Linked DNA regions of Gossypium hirsutum: region 2 is linked to region 1. A link is a contact called in public Hi-C data. All regions are on one chromosome and are shown on one strand. Each heading gives the region's core, a stretch centred on a gene start, on an enhancer-like site or on the middle of the called end of the contact. The rest is flanking DNA. Distances are from core to core; before and after follow the strand shown. Region 1 holds the start of LOC107952906 (proteasome subunit beta type-1). Region 2 holds the start of LOC107952895 (transketolase, chloroplastic).

The links. Hi-C and Micro-C count contacts between places; a contact is called where the count stands out from the background.
Region 2: a contact with region 1 is called in a Hi-C map of leaf, with 2.1 times the contacts expected there. The contact joins the promoter of LOC107952895 here to the promoter of LOC107952906 in region 1. A contact is called at or near these places in 3 of 34 Hi-C or Micro-C datasets (all in leaf).

The regions. Positions count from the first base shown.
Region 1 is chrA07:35,042,383-35,045,082 of Gossypium_hirsutum_v2.1, forward strand. LOC107952906 (proteasome subunit beta type-1) reads left to right here and starts at 1,434. Exons shown (of 7, transcript XM_016888112.2): 1 at 1,434-1,671; 2 at 1,803-1,910; 3 at 2,619-2,700. The coding sequence starts at 1,625.
Region 2 is chrA07:35,374,653-35,377,352 of Gossypium_hirsutum_v2.1, forward strand. LOC107952895 (transketolase, chloroplastic) reads right to left here and starts at 1,384. Exons shown (of 7, transcript XM_016888097.2): 1 at 477-1,384; 2 at 281-371; 3 at 72-177. The coding sequence starts at 971.

The DNA.
Region 1 (2,700 bases), core at 184-2,683:
AATCGTTTATAACGTAACTAGCACAGTAACTTAATGAACTTGGAGTATAATACTTCCGGCGATAACCTAATTAACCAAAAATTCTCAATACTCTTACCAATCTATTTTCTTCTTGCAACTCAACACATTCTAAATTCAATCCTTACATAATATTCTAACGTCTAATATGCGCTCTATACATCAAGAACAACAATTGGGCGGATAGAGTCGCTTTTCACAGATTACTCCCAGCCTACTCACTAGAACTTAGGACCCGCCAAAACTGAGTGTTACAAGTTTGTTGGGGACAAACTTGTTTAAGCAATGAACAAGTAAAATAAACAAAAAAATTAAAAAGTTGAACACAAATTTTACGTGAAAAAAATCCTTAAAAGAGGATTAAAAAACCATGGGCAAAAAGAGATTTCACTAATATATAAAATGAGTACAAAGATGCAGAGAATCAAAAGAAAAAAACTAGAAACCCTGAAAAAATCTTTCAAACTCAAAACATATAATTCTCTTAATCCGTAATTTTTTATATTGTTTAAACTTATAGTAACTAAGGCCTATTTATAGGTTAAAATTCGTAATATTTATGACTAGAATATCCCTAAGTTAATCAGAATTTAAGTGGAAAACTAAAACAAAGTTTAATTGAGAGAAGAAAATTGAGAAACTTGAGGAACACGTCGTCACATCGTGATGTGGCTTTTGCATTGTCGGGACGAAGAATGATTGTGTCGTCGGGAGAAAAGTCTTCTTCTCATCGTGACGTGGGCTACTCATCGGGACGATGAGTCTTCCCTTGTTGCAATGTCACTGACTGTTTTGATCGAAATGCGAGGCATATTTCCACAAAAGCAATAAAGAACAATTAGCTTTTGGAGTCAAAATTGTGGTGGAAAAGTCAAACACAAAAGCTGAGATTTAGGTGATTTTGACTTTTGCGTTTGGAAGCAAAAAGTATATAAAAAAATAAATTAAATTATAATTTATGTATCATTATATTAAATTATTTAAATATTTCATTTATTGTTATATTAAATTATTTAAATAGTTTAATATTATGTTTAAGTTTTTAAAATATTTTATACATCATTAATATTACAAATAATTTATATTAATTACTTAAAAAGTGTTTAAAAATTATACTTTATGTATCTTTATATTGAATTATTTAAACATCATATTACTAAACTAATTTTTAACTTTCTACTATGATGTTAAAAAAAAACATTTTAACCTTCAACCAAAATTTTTGACAACAATAAAGAAGACTAAAATTTAATAAACAATACTTTTTCACAAAACTTTTCTATCTCACTTTTGAAAAGCTCTTTTGAAAACTATTTTTCAACCGAAAAAAAAAACTACCTCTTAATTGAATTTCTTTTCAACCAAAAGAAAAAAAAAATCTCTTTTATTGAGCATTTTCACAAGCGTCCGAATATGATAGTGTCAGGTCGAAATGGCTTGGGTTTAGGCTCTATGGGCCTAAAACCCGATCCAAACCCCTAAAAGTTCTTTTTTGAAAAAAAAAAAAATTTCTTGTTCGCGAAGCCAAAAATAAATCTGCGGAATAAAAGTTCTCTCAAATTGTGCAGTCTTTATTTTCTCTTCGGTCGACCTTTACTCTTTCACCATGCCTAAGGAGCAAGCTAACTGGTCACCTTACGACAACAATGGAGGGTACTTTCTTTTTTCCTCTCAACCTATAAATCACGCTTCTTCTTCTTCTTCTTCTTCTTCTTTTTTCAATTTGGTTTCGTTATTTATTGATGTTAATGTTATGCTTTTCTTTTTTTGGATGTAATTTGCAGATCTTGCGTTGCAGTTGCCGGCGCCGATTACTGTGTAATCGCTGCTGATACTCGGATGTCGACGGGTTACAATATTCTCACCCGTGACTACTCAAAAATCTGTAAATTGTAAGTTGTTGAGTGCAATCTCTTGATTTTTACATGGAAAAATGAACTAGAAAAATTTCTGAAAGTAATAGAACATTGATGTGGAAGGTATCTAATAATTTATTCTGAAGGTGATAGCCTATGATTTTTTTTTTATTTTTTTTAAAGAGGCATTTATTTTTCTTGCATAAGAATTTTTAAAGTCCTAATTAACAGGAATGTCAAGTTTTAATTTTTAATTACTGGTTAGCTGCGTTGAATAGAAGGCCGATTCTTGGTTAGAAACTAAGAAATTTTTGAAATTTGCTAAAAATGTTTGTTGTCCAAGGGATGTTTAAAGGTACTTTTGCCTCCAACGGTTGAAAAGAAAGGACGCTATAATTGATTTTACAGTTAAAGGAAAGGTATAGAATTCGCTTGTTTTCCGGCTAGCGATGGTCATATGTTTGATGATGGCTATTTGAGTGATATTTTTATTGCTATGGAACTGTAGAGGGAAGGAAGATACTTGTTTTCATGACAAAATAGTTTAGTAAAGAAAAGGATAAGAATGGACTATGATCTGCTGTATTCATATTTGGAAGAGAATGGTAAATATTTAAACAATGGCACTTTAGTTGGTGAATTTTAAGTGTTAATAGAAATAACTTGACTTGAAATTTTTTTCTGCTTTTTTCTGTCTTTCTTCTTTTCAGTTTCTAATCAGTGCCTTTTACTTTTACATTGCAGAGCAGATAAATGCGTTATGGCATCCTCAGGATTTCAAGCTGACGTGAAGGCTTTACAAAAGCATCTGGCAGCTAGGCACTTG
Region 2 (2,700 bases), core at 134-2,633, 330 kb after region 1:
AGGCTAATACATCAGTACGGATCAAGCATGCAGACGAAAGAAAAGAGGGACCTAGAAAGTAATCATCATACGTGTAGTGATCAACAATCTCATTGTCTGGCTTGTTGAATCTAGCAGCCAAGTGTTTCTCAGCAAGAGCCAATCCAACAGCATTTGCAATACCCTGACCAAGAGGCCCTGGGGAAAAAAAAAGCCACATTTAAATACATATATTTGCTTTATGTTTAGTATGATATTATCAAAAAAATTACGATCACTTCAGCAGAGGAGTCTTACTAACCAGTTGTGACTTCAACTCCTGGTGTTTCAAAGTTCTCGGGATGTCCAGGGGTTCTGCTTCCCCACTGACGGAAACTCTTCAAATCTTCTTCCTAAAGGATAATCCATGATTATGAATTTTGATCATTTCCCAAAAAACCAAAGCTCTCAAAATAGAAATTACTTAAAAGGAAAGAGAGAATATGAAAGAAGCTTGCCAGGACACTGTCGTAACCAGCGAGGTGAAGCAGAGCATACTGCAACATACAACCATGACCAGCGGACAGAATGAAACGGTCACGGTTGAACCAGTAAGGGTTCTTGGGGTTATACCTCATGACTTCATCGTACAAAATGTGACCCATGGGAGCACAGCCCATGGGCAACCCAGGATGACCTGAATTCGCCTTCTCGACCGCATCAATAGACAAGAATCTGATGGTGTTGACGGATTTCTCGACCAAGGAAGTCTCGGCGGCGGTGCCAATTGTTTCGACGGCAGCAGCACGGACCTGGCGCTTGTGGTTGGAGCGGGAGGGAAGGCGTCGACGGGAAGAGGAAGCGCGAGGGATAGAAGATTTGAGGCCAGAGAAACCGGGAAAAGAGAGAGTGGAGAGGGAGGGGCGGTGGTCGGAGGATTGGGCGGAGGCATGGGAAGAGATAGCGCGAGAGAGGAGGGCTTGAGATAGGTTGACAGATGAAGTAGAGGCCATTGTTGATTGAGAGGGTGAGGATAGTGAAGGGACCCCTCTTTGTTTGATAAATGTAGAGTTAGGCAAAGTATAATAGCCACCAACTCTCTTTGATCTTCTCGTCTACACAAAGGGACAAATAGTGTGAGCTGACCGTTAGATTCCAACATCCCTTATATCTCCACCATTGCTTGTGGGTAACGATTTCAGATCGCTCTCTCTGCCTTTCATTCTTTTTTCTTTTTTTACTAAAAGATATTCTGGAGAAATAAATTCTTAAACTTTAGGCCACTGATGGAAAATTTTGCACTCCTTGCTGCATTATTCATGCAATCAAATCCACATGTGCAGTTACGCATGCCAAGTAAACACAGACGGGAACTTCATCTAAAACAGCTCTGTATGTTGTAGAAATTCCATAAATGCAAAGGTACAAATATAAACAATAACAATATATCTATAAGTAATGTTTTTTTAACCGGATCGATGGTCGAACTAGTCAAGCCACTAATTTATTTGTCTGATTAAAATATTATTAAAAAGATTAAAAATTTTGGTTCAATCGTCAGTTTAACCGATTCAAATCCATCGGATTTTTAATCGATTCAACTGGTTCGTATTAATTCCTAATCTAATTGGTTCAAAATCATTTTTCAAACCGATTGGTTCGGTCTGATTCAAATAACATTATCTATAAGGTTATTATTTTTTAACTTTGATATTGTGATTTTTTTTGTCATTTATCCATATAGGTTTTTTTCCAAAAGTTATTCTTAAATATATTTTTAGGGTATCTTGATATTACAAATGTCGAGTTTGGTTGTAAGTGTCGAATAGCATGAGCAAAATTTGTCACATTCGATCTAGTAGATTCAGGTTAGTGGACCAGGTGTCCAAATTGGATCTCAAAACTAATTTCAAAAATTGTGGTCTAAGATTAGGTTCGGTAATTTGGGATTAAGTGATCAGAAATAATTTTTCCTTAAAACAGTTTTCAAAAATAAGTTTGGATTTAAGAATAATTAAGAAAAAAAAATTTAATTAAAAGAGGGTTAATTTGTAAAAAATGTCAAATTTAAGAGTTGCCCAAAAAAAATTATACCAAAGATTTGAAAATCAGTTTTGTTCCCATGACTATAAAACCAACTCACCTTTTTCTTCCGTCATTCTCTCCATTTTAAAAATTTGCCAAACAAAAATCTGCACATTTTCTCTCCAAAACAACTAACCTCCTTGATTTTCTCTTCTGCCAAAAACAAAATTTCCTCTCAATTTTCGAGAAAACTCTCAAAATCTTCACCAATTCTCTCATTCTTTTCTAGTTCATTTTTCTTTTCCAATCAAGGTGAGATTCTGTTTCTTGACTATACTTCCATGCATGTTGCTTTTTCAAATCAAGATTTGATCATTTAAAATGAGATTTCTATGGATCTAAAGATTTAAGTCGAAATTGAGATCTAAAATGGTGAAATTAGTATTTCCAAGCTAAACTTTAATTTCTAAATGATTTCCATCTTATTTTGATATGATTAAGAGATTTATAATCTTATTTTAGCAAATCGTTACGAGATTTTAAAGATTTGATGGTTTTCCCTCTTAAATGTTCATATGTGATGATTTTCCAGAAAACTTAATCTGAGATTTTAAGTGTTCTAAGTGGTTAGGATCTATTCTAAAATGATTATGAAGATTATTAGAATCAGGTTTAAGCAATGGGAACAAGTATTGATCAAGATATCTAAGATTTCAA